Linked DNA regions of Mus musculus: regions 1 and 2 are each linked to region 3. Evidence: chromatin contacts called from public promoter capture Hi-C data. All regions are on one chromosome and are shown on one strand. Each heading gives the region's core, a stretch centred on a gene start, on an enhancer-like site or on the middle of the called end of the contact. The rest is flanking DNA. Distances are from core to core; before and after follow the strand shown. Region 1 holds the start of Cstf3 (cleavage stimulation factor, 3' pre-RNA, subunit 3). Region 2 holds the start of D430041D05Rik (RIKEN cDNA D430041D05 gene). Region 3 holds the start of Nat10 (N-acetyltransferase 10).

Region 1 (3,814 bases), core at 569-3,068, 830 kb after region 3:
TATTATTTTAACTACTAATGGTTTTATATGGCCTATTCCAGGAAATGGCAACCGCACCTTTGTTTCAGGGGGTAGTTCTGATCACCTGGCAACCGCACCTTTGTTTCAGGGGTTAGTTCTGATCACCTGGCAACCGCACCTTTGTTTCAGAAGTGTATTGTGCTCACCTGCTGTTATGATCACCTTCTTTTGACCACCTTGTTATTATCACCTGGCAGCCATGACTTTGTTTCAGGTTATGACCAGCTTGTTATGTTCTGCTTCGTAGCCTCTCTTATTTGCCTGCAAAATCTTCCATTTGACAACTCTCTACTCTTGAACTATAAACACCTGTATCTTCCCCACATCCAAGGCTGATCTCTTGGACCCAGACCTTAGAGACAGCCTGTGTGCATGAAAAAAAAAAAAAAAAAAAAAAGTCTTGCTTTAATTAACTTGATCATGATTTGGGTTGGTGGTCTTTCTCCTTGCATCTGTGACATTAACAATAACCTCTTTAAATGTTTTGATGAATACACGCACGCATAGGCGTGCACACACACATGCACACATATATACACATAAGCTATTTTATATTTCTGGCTTAATTTTGTGGCTATTTTTAGATTTATATATTTATCTTGTGAGTGCCTGTGTGTTTGTAAGTGCAGGAGTTTGCAAGCCATAGTGCATGTGTGGAGGTCAAGGAATAACTTCCTGGAGTCGGTTCTATCCTGTCAACTCATTGGATGCCAGGATCAAACTCAAGTTTTTTGGCCATCACGGCAAGCACCTCCACTCTTTGAACCATCCTGGCTCATTGTGGATATTTTTCTAAGTCAGTCACATCAGCAACAGTTTAAAAGAGTAACGCCCCATTGAGGGAGACTTCTGAAATATTCAGACTCCATTATCAAATGTTGCAGTGACTCAATATATGTACATTTGATTCATGCATCTATTTGCTTAAAAAGATATATGCATCTCATTGTATGGCCCTCGTCCGTGGGCTCTACACACCAGGCTGCCCTCAGAGATCCATCCAGCCTCTGTCTCCCGAGTACTGTGATTAAAGACTTGTGCCACCACCGCTCAATAACCTCCTGGTTACTCGTAAGCCAAATAAGAGCTTTTACCTTTTAAGTTAAATCTTAGCTGCTGTTGCTATTCCTATCTTTAGGCAAGGAAACAGAGACGCAGATAATGCAAATTGCCCAGTCTACTCCTCTATAGTAGGTGAGAAGTCTGGATGCAAAGCAACATTCCTTCGCCACTATCAACGCAATTTTGCAGATAAGAGATCGTGGTGAGACGCTAAACTAAAATCCCCGGTCTAATAGTGAACGGTGACAGCAAAAGTAAAAAAAAAAAAACAAAAAACAAAAAAACAAAAAAACAAAAAAACAAAAAACAGACTTGATGTGTTCCTCTCCTCCCCAAGAAAAGAAAACGTACAGAACGCGTTAGTAGACTCCTTATTCCCGAAACACGAGAGGTATTCACTAACTCTCAACGCTATTCCCTAAAATGGTCAGTTTGCCTGTACAGAGCGGATTGGCAGTCAGGCTTCAGCAGGGAGGAGCTCGGCTCTGCAACTCAGTCGTGAAATTCCAAGAAGCGCGGGAGCTCCCAGGCCAATCGGGTGGATCTTTCCGGCCGGCCTCGGAAATCTGGACAGCGGCGTCATCAGTTCCGGGCGTGACGTTAGCTCACGCACTGAGCCCGCCCTCTGGGAGCGCTCTGCGCTTGTGCACCTCCAATAATCCGGGAGTTAAGCCTCAGCCCCGCCCACTGTCCCGGAAGTGAATACGGAAGCGCCTCACACCCCCTCTGCCGGCTGGGGCGCAGCCATTTTAATTCAAATCTGAGTGGGCGGCGGCGGCGGCGGCGGCGGCAGCGGATTTGGCGGCGGCTTTGGCTCTGAGGGACAGGGGTAGTGTTCCTGGTTTTGGTGGGGTTTGCCTTTAGTTTAATTTTCCTTTTCTAGCTTCCCTTTGCCGGCTGGTGCGTACGTTGTAGTCCCCCGAGGCCATGTCAGGAGACGCAGCCGCGGAGCAGGTGAGGAACGGGAGCGGTGGGGCCTCGTGGCGACCTCTTCTCTCTCTAGCCCTGTGGGTGCGAGCACCCCGTTCGCGTGAGCAAGGGCCCTGAAGAGCTAGTGAGCCCGGGGATCGGGAGCGCATCCCCCGAAGTCTCCCAGGTTTGGGCTTCTCTGTGGCGTTCGTACGAATAAGTATGGGACTTAGACAATGGCAGAGACGTCGCTTCGCCCTGGCCATTGCAGTTTCTTCGGTCGGGACGGTGTATTTCATACCACTTTAGTGTTCCGGTAGTCCCAGATTGTTCTAACGTGTATCTGCGCTGGCAGTGTTTTCCTCGTCTGCCCCCCAGTCCTCTGTCCCCAGAAATAACGAAATCAGTCTGGAAAATTCGGCCCCCGAGAGAGCGAAGGTAAAAAGAGCCACGGCTCTTCCGAGCTTTGGGGGAATTTTGTGGATTCGCTTTCTTCCCCTCTCGTTTAGGAACACTTTATTTTTGCTTTTACGACCACGCAAACATTGCAGAATTTGGTAAACTGAAAACTCGAAATGTGCTTTAGTCACTGTAGGCACCATCTGTTTGGATGGTTAGATATGAATGATACATAAGTATTTTACAAATGGGACTTTTAGATAGGAGATCTCACCCTTTTGCTGTTTGGCTGTTTGTTTGTTTTGGATAGGTTTTCACAGTGTAGCCCTGACTAGGCAGGACCTTCTGACAGGATTGCTTCCTTGGCCTCCAGGCGTCCATCTCCATGTTTGGTTCTTTTGCTCTTTTATATCCTAAATTTTGTAGGCTAGTGTTTGGCTTTTACTGTAAAAAACAAAACTGAGTTTTTGAAAGGTGTGTGTTTTGATCTTGATCCACGTATATTTAGTTTTAAAAGAAAACAAAGTCCTAAATTTCTTATTGCTATAGCAATGAAATACGCTTGTATTTTTATTTCTTTTCTTTTTCCCAAATCCCCAGCTAATAAAATAGAAATTATTGGAGGTTGACAGATGAGGTAAAATAGGACTGTATGTTAATGAAGTGTAGGCAAATTAGAACTTAATTACTTTGGTGACTGAAACGCTTGAGGACCAATTTAATTCCAAGTCTTGGCAGTGCTTTTGCATTTTATCTAAAGTCAGGGTGCCCACGAATGCAGTGTCTTTGAACTATTTTTCTAAAACTGTTTATTTTACTCTACTCTTACCGGGCTGGCATTTTTATTTTCTGAAAGTGAAGGAGTGGTGTTGAGGTTTCATTGGATGTGTCTGAAATTCACTGTTTTATATAAATTTGTAAAGACAAAAATTTGCCATGCTTTTGTTTTAGAACTATGCGGGTTTTAGTTTTTGTTGTGGGTCATCCTGCTCCACCCCAGCTAGAGGTTGAACCCCGGGCCTTATGCATGCAGGGAAGCAATCAACCACTGAGTTAAAAGCCTTAGTAACACAGTGTGTGATGTTTTCTATGAGAACTGTGATGAGACTTTATAAACCTCCATTCTCCAAACCCCTTTTATTTTGACAGTTGCCCCTATGTAGGCCTGGCTGGCATGGAACTTGCTACATAGACCAGTCTGGCTTTGAACCTCTGCCTTGCTGAGTGCTAGGAGTAAAGATGGTACATGCACATCTAGCCTTTTTTTTTTCTTTTTTAATCTAGGAGTACTGTGCAACTCAGGCAGGTCTTGAACTCATTGCAATCTTTCAGCTTCAGCATCTGTAACAGGCATTCCTCCTTTGAATTTTATTGTGCAGTTTACAACAAAAGTTGAAGGGAAAACTCATGAACACTCATTATA
Region 2 (3,452 bases), core at 502-3,001, 650 kb after region 3:
AAAGAATCACAACAGAAATTCCTGGACACACAGACTCCTTGTCAGTGACTTTTAAGTGAATCAAAGGGAAATGGCTTTAAATTAAACAGTTATATAGATATAGCCCACCAGAATACGTAATTTAAAACTGGTATAAGCTCCTTCAAAACTGGGACTTCCAATCTGATATGGGGAAAGGCCATACATAGACACGTGTTGGAGGGCGAGGGGCGGTTCTCCTTGGTCCTCACTAAAAGCTGCAGCACTACAGAAACCAGTTACCTAAAATGAGAGGTTTGCATTTGTTAGGCTGAATGTATCTATAATCTAGAATTCCACCACAAACACAGAAGCTTGCCCTTCACGGGAGTCATAGCAATCATTCTTATTTCAAAGACCATGGCTGGCCGCGCAGTGTAAGTTTCAAAGCACTTCTGCAGAATAATTCTGCCCAAATAGTTACAACAGATCCACAAAATCGTCCGCGGAAGTACAGAAATCTGTTTCTGAAGGATCGTTGGTGGTCTGAGCACCAAGAGTGACTCTTCTTCAACGAGCCTCTTGTAAAAAATAGGTATACATTTGATCAATGCCTGAACCTTTTGCAAAATGCAATCAATTATTTTAAGTACCTCATTCCCAAAAGGAAGGGAGGGGAACCTGTTATGAGCAACGGGGGAACGCTATTTTGACACAGAAATTGCTTCAAACTCTCAGGTCATTCCTTGCACTTAAGACAAAGTGAATACTAGCAACGGGAAGCCCAAAACATCCACAACATCCCACTGAACAGGTCTCTTTTATGCTATCCTAACTACGCCATGTCTAGCTAAAGGAAGCGTGTTTGTGGGACCACCAGGAAGCATTTACAACTTGTCCAGGGAGGAAAAATTAAAGATAAAAACGTGCCTCTTTCTTCACCGCCCACGATGCCTTCTCAAGAGACAGATTTCTGACAGTTCGCCCGCTGGTGCAACTGCTAAGGGCAAATAAAAGCCTGGCGGTGCTGCAAAGAGCCCACCACCCACCACCACGCGGTTAAGCGGCTCCAGACCCCGCCGCGGGCGGAGAGCCGCTGCCAAGCGCTTACCGGAGTCGGCCCAGCAGTGCCCGGAGAGGGCAGCCAGCAGCAAGAGTCCCAGCAGCAGCGGCCGCCGCAGCAGCACATCCTCGGACCGGCGGGCCTCGGAGCTTCTCACGCCCTGGCAACGCGCGGCGATCCCGCCCGCCCCGCAGAGCCCTTGCTCCCGGAGCCGGTCCCTGGGCTCCCGCGCTGCCGGCTCAGCTTCGCTCGGGCCCTGGGGCTTCGCCTCCTGCAGAGCCATAGGGACTGTTCATACATCCAGGCCGCTGCCTCGTTCCACACCGCGCCGGTGAGCCCAGCCCTCCGCGCACCGCTCCTCACCGGGCATCTCGGGCCATGGCCCGGGAGTCGGAGGGAGGCAGGAGGTGCGAGCTGCTCGCTCGTCCTGCCTCGGTGGGAGGCGGGCTCAATGGAGCCGCGGCTTCAGGCGCGCGGGTACCGGGGTTGCATGGGGGTTCCCACGGTGCGGCGAGGGTGGGACGGGCGGCGCCCCGGTCCCCTCCCCAGGGCCGGATGCTACACCTCGAGCGCGAGGCTGCGAGACACGGAGACCCGCGGACCTAGCTCGTGCAGCGTGCCGCCCGCCGCCGCCCCTGCGCCCAGGTCTCTATCTCTGTCGGTTCACTGGATCGCTAGGCTCTGGCTCCAGCCGCGAAAGCTACTGCAGCTCCGAGCGGCGCCTCATTGACAAAGAAAGCACGTAGCACAGGAGCGGGCAAGGGAGGCGAGGCAGGCGCGCGCGCGCATCCCCGCGCGAAACCACCGCGCGCCCCCAGCTCCCGCGCGCGGGGCTGAACCCTGCCCTGCGCTGGCGAGGTCCTCGTTGAGGGGGACTTTCCTCCGCCCAGGGTTCCCAGATCGTGAGAAGGAAAGGTAGGCTGGGATAGCCCTCTGACCGGAGAAGGGACTGGACACCTAGATACCTTCACGGTCGACGGTCAACGTGCTGAGAAAGCTAGGTGCTCAACCTGCATCTTGGAAAAGCTTTCCGAGGATGAGCGGAAGAGCTTGGTGCAGGTTGTTCACTGCTACTCTGGGGGGCTGGCAGACACCTGCCTGCCAAATTTACCCCCAAAGAACTAGAGCTGTTGTGCCCTATTTGCAATGAAACACTGAAGTAAATAAAACACGTTATAAACATTTGTTGCAGCCATACTATGAGAGAGGCAGTGCATTGAGCTTTGGGACAACTACAGGCATTTCCAAAAAGTCTTTCCCAAATAAGAGAGCTGACTAGTCAGTCTCTCTCTAGTAGGATGAAAGGGCAGAGTCAGCTGAGTTGTCCTTCTGCCCTTACCCTTGTTCTGCATCTGTACCCTTGAGCAGGCTATCTAGTTCGCAGGTGCTTCAAACTCCCTTCAGTCAATAAGTTGTCCACAGGATAGCAGCAAACCCAGCAGCACCCATTGCTTGCCAGCGACTGTGTCAGGGAAAAGCATTTGCACTGACCTGGCCCTGTTATATGCCGGGCCCTATTCCAGACACTTGGACAGGAGCCACAAACATAATCTCTGTAGGTAATAAATTGACTACCAGACAGTGCTTAAAAAGCCTCAGAGAAAATGGTAAGGTAAAATGCTGGAAAGTGGAGATGGAGGTATTGCAGCAGTAAACAGGAGGTAAAGAGGCTTCACTGAGAAGGTGACATGTGGGAGAAGACCAGAAGGAGGTCAAGGAACAAGGCAAGCTGAAGAAACAATCTAAAGAGATCCGTGAGGTCAAACCTCTGAGGCCGGCCTGGCCTGGTGTGTTCCAGGCCCAGCACAGCAAGCAGGGGGATGCTGAGAAATGGAAGCTGCTCTCTCATTCATCCTCTCTCTCTGTGTGTGTCTCTCTCTGTCTCTGTCTCTGTCTCTGTCTCTGTCTCTCTCTCTCTCTCTCTCTCTCTCTCTCTCTCTCTCTCTCTCTCTCTCTCTCTATTACACACACACACATACCACGATGGCCCATGGTTCTGGAGAAGGCTTGTCTCCCCCTCACCTGTGTCCGCAGGACGGCAGTTAGACTGCAAAGCAGGAGATGTATTTGCACACGCTAACTTCAGAGAGCAGGTGTGTCTTATCGTGCATTTCAGATCTGAACTGCAGTAGTGTGGGTTCTTAAAATCAGAAATGCTCAAAAAAATATGAAACACCTCTGTGCCATATCAGCACTCAAAAAAGTCCCAGGGCTGGTGAGACAGTTCATGGAGCGAGGCCACCTGCTACCAAGACCGGCAATCTGAGCTTGGTCCCTGGGACCTACCTACATGGTAAGACAAAAACAGCTCCTGAGAGTTGTCTTTTAATCTTTATCTCCATACTCTAAATGAATAAAGCAATAATTAAGACCTGGGGACGTGAACTCTGAATGACTTCAAATTTTCAGATCAGACACACTCATACACAGG
Region 3 (3,659 bases), core at 1,023-3,522:
AAAAAAAAAAAAGCCAGGCGTGGTGGCGCACACCTTTAATCCCAGCACTTGGGAGGCAGAGGCAGGTGGATTTCTGAGTTCGAGGCCAGCCTGGTCTACAGAGTGAGTTCCAGGACAGCCAGGGCTGAGAAACCCTGTCTCAAAAAACCAAACCCCCCCCCCCAAAAAAAAAGAAGAAGTTCTTCTCTGACCCCACACAACACACACAATTAAAACATAGTAATAATAATAATAAAAGCTTAAATTCATATGTTACGTATAAAATGAGAGAAAACAAATATTTCTGATTCAATGTGTTTCTTTGGGTGAGAAGCCACACTAACGGCTCTATACAGGTGATTTTAAAAAGTACCATATGGGTTATTGGGTGTACAGTAGTACAATATTTGCCTAGCTGGGGACCTAAACTCAATTCCTCCAGCATTTAATAAAATATAAATGTTATCAAATTACCTATAACAAATAGGCCCCCCCCCCCAAAAAAATTAAGACAATCAATCACACTCCCCCGGTATTAGAGTGTCAGGCTATGTGTGATTTTAAAATTCAGGAACCTGTTGTGCTTTAAACAAAACCTCCTTCCCTAAACATAGGCTTTAACAGGTCTTAACACAAAACAGTATCACAATAAATGGCGCCTGTTTAGAAGGGGAAAGCAGTAAAAAAAAAATCTAGTATCCCAGGCTGGAGAGATGGCTCAGCACTGACTGCTCTTCCTAAGGTCCTGAGTTCAAATCCCAGCAACCACATGGTGGCTCACAGCCATCCTTAATGAGATCTGACACCCTCTTCTGGTGCGTCAGAAGACAACTACAGTGTGTTTAGATATAATAAATAAATAAGTCTTAAAAGAAAAAAAAATCTAGTATCCCAAGGCACTGATGTAACAAATAGACTTTACACTGGGATCTACCCAAGTCCAAAGCAACTCAGTTTGTAAGCTTTATGTTGCCAGCCACATAAACACCTACAAAAAATGAATGGGTACCTAATGTTAACGAGTCCAGCTTAATTGTTAAAAGTCTTATCTTGTCAGGCAGTGGTGGCCCACGCCTTTAATCCCAGCACTTGGGAGGCAGAAGCAGGCGGATTTCTGAGTTAGAGGCCAGACTGGTCTACAGAGTGAGTTCCAGGACAGCCAGGGCTATACAGAGAAACCCTGTCTTGGGGGGGGGGGGGGGGGGGAGTCTTATTTTTTGTTATAATAGGAGAGTCTTAGAATTAACAGGTAAGGCCCCTGAGTACAAGCTTTAATTCTAAAAAGTACTTTTAAAAGTAGATGAAATACAACTACACACAAAACTAATGTAAAATTAATGGCCAGAGTGAGGGATCTGATAACGATCTAAAATTACTGGTTCCAAGAAACGTTTAATACATAAGGAAAGCATTATTGGAAAGAGAAAATAAGATGAATCGTATTGGGTTTTGTTGTTGTTGTTGTTTGCTTTGTTTTGTTTTTTCAAACAGTCTCACTATGCAGACCAGACTGGCCTCGAGCTCCAAAAAATACTCCAGGCTCCACCTTCCAAGCGCTGGAATTAACGGTATACGCCACCACAACCTGATCGACAAGTCATTTTCATTCGGCTGTATCCATTCTTGTACACACAGCACCGGGTACTAAGCATCACGAGGTGCACTGTCAAATGTCCTGACTGAGACAGCTAAATAGTGCAAATAAACTGGCATACTGCAGTATTTAAGAGCAGAATATCTGGGACTAAACCGCGTTAGTTCAAAGCCTACCACTGCTACGAGGAGCCGAGTTTCTCAGAAAATAGTTTTGACACCAACCCATTCTCTCAAAGAGAGAGAAGAAGCCCGAGTGTGGGAAGGAGCCACACTCCCGGAAAGCGCTCGAGAAGCCAGCCCCGCATGTCAGAGTATCCCGGACCAGGAACGTCTGTCTGTAGGGCAGTCCAGGCGAAGAGTCCGAAGATACAGGCACCAGCCGGTACAGAAGCTTCCGTACTCGAGCCAGCCCTACCGGCCAGTGAAAGACCCAAACGCACATCTCAACATCCGACCCAGTCCCTTGCAAAGAGTACCTGCGCCCTGCTCCGGCCGACACCAGGCAGCTGCACAACGGAAGCACGTGAAGACACCGAGTTGCTACCCAGGCTGACCAATCTGCTGGAGAAAATTCTACACAGCTGAGCTACGCCGGGGCCGCCGCTGCACGTGAATCCGCTTAAGTGGCAGACAGCACGTGGGCAAGTGCTCAGAAGGGAGGGGACCACTACAGCTATGGGACCTTCCATGGCTTCGACGCTTAGTGATGACGTAAGAACACGCCGCGGATCTCCGCTACGCTTGCGCACTAACTCCCGGCCGCCATTTCGCCATTTGCTGCGGGTAACCTGGCTATGACAGGCGGAAGTAATCGTTTAGATATCCGGGTGTCTCGCATTTGCCGTTGCCACTGGTACAGGAACTCGTCCACTGTTGCTATGTTGAAAAAAACCTCTATAGCAGGGTTGTACAAGGCAATAGCTGTTGCTAGCGTAGGTGTTGTTTTATCGACCTCCCTACTTTTATATGAAACTAGCCCAGTAATTGTTTAATTCATCTTACTTGAACCTCCATCCGGCAGCAGTCTGAGAATGTCTGTAGACTTTGTACCAACGATCGTGGCCGCGGTACTCTGCAGGCTTTTCTTACTCATGCCAAGTGTACTAAAAGCCCAACATTGGGTCTCAAAGCTCATCCAACCACATCCACAAGGATACCCGTAAGTATGTCTGCTTTCCTTTTAGCATGAGCCACGTGAAATCGGTTTATCCTATATTTTTGGGCACAAGTTCTGTTATCTAAAACGAATTCCTTCCCCAAATTTACGCACCAACTTCAATATCAATCTAAATTTCAATGGACTTTAAAGACTTCATGATGCCTAGCCATATTGTTTTAAGTCACCAATACAGCCCTAGACTTAATACTAAGGTTCTAAATGCACTTAAGAAAATAAAACTACCAGTACTTTGTTATAATGGGCAGACAAGTCCTATAAGGTGGTGGTGACACAAGCAAAACACAAAACTTAGAAATAATGACCCTTGTGAGTACTCGACTTTTTTTTTTTTAAAGGAACCAATATAGGAAGAGGACAAAAATGGGCAAATAAGGCTAGTCGATTCTGCTTAAGTAGCCCAGATATGGTATTTCCGTTGTAATGAAAACAAAAAACTGGAATTTTGGGAACAGAGATGATGGCTATGATTACCTTAGTCACTGCAAAATCTGAAACCACCAGGTCAGGATGCAAACGGGGGCAACTGCCATAAGATAGTCAAGATTTAGAATGATAAAGTAGTAGGGCAGGGGAAGGGTAGCCAGTGCTAGATGGCTGAGCTGTCTATGCTGTGGAAGCATGTGATTTTACTGAAGAATATAAAGACAACAAAGACAGCTTCCAACTTACTGCCAACTGCCCCTATCAAGTAGTTGGACTGAAAATAGTTGATGTAGAATATTCTCAGTGTAGAATATCAAATGTGCTTGAGAAGATGGGTATGGGAATGGAACTGCACACCTGCAGGTTTAGAGGGTTTTGGAGACAATTCTCTTCCTCCACCTTTGTCCCAGGAGTCAAAACTCTGGTCTGGGTTGACTTCAAGTGATGATAGCTGCAGAGCCATTTCACTGGCCATTTAATA

What was found. Promoter capture Hi-C pulls out the DNA fragments that hold promoters and counts their contacts.
Region 1: a promoter capture Hi-C map of erythroid cells shows a contact between it and region 3, with 19 times the contacts expected there. The contact joins the promoter of Cstf3 here to the promoter of Nat10 in region 3. A contact is called at or near these places in 4 of 39 promoter capture datasets (erythroid cells, hippocampal neurons, liver and 1 more), 3 of 484 Hi-C or Micro-C datasets (B cells, CD8 T cells and pro-B cells), 2 of 115 datasets of contacts at active chromatin or transcription factors (astrocytes and memory CD8 T cells) and 1 of 9 other capture datasets (adipose tissue).
Region 2: a contact with region 3 is called in a promoter capture Hi-C map of hippocampal neurons, with 2.9 times the contacts expected there. The contact joins the promoter of D430041D05Rik here to the promoter of Nat10 in region 3. A contact is called at or near these places in 1 of 39 promoter capture datasets (hippocampal neurons), 1 of 484 Hi-C or Micro-C datasets (nephron progenitors) and 1 of 9 other capture datasets (adipose tissue).

What each region holds. Positions count from the first base shown.
Region 1 is chr2:104,588,666-104,592,479 of GRCm38.p6, forward strand. Cstf3 (cleavage stimulation factor, 3' pre-RNA, subunit 3) reads left to right here and starts at 1,819. Exons shown (of 21, transcript NM_145529.3): 1 at 1,819-2,037. The coding sequence starts at 2,011.
Region 2 is chr2:104,408,860-104,412,311 of GRCm38.p6, forward strand. D430041D05Rik (RIKEN cDNA D430041D05 gene) reads right to left here and starts at 1,752. Exons shown (of 21, transcript NM_001368844.1): 1 at 1,070-1,752. The coding sequence starts at 1,304.
Region 3 is chr2:103,758,998-103,762,656 of GRCm38.p6, forward strand. It overlaps Nat10 (N-acetyltransferase 10), which reads right to left and starts at 2,273. Exons shown (of 29, transcript NM_153126.3): 1 at 2,052-2,273.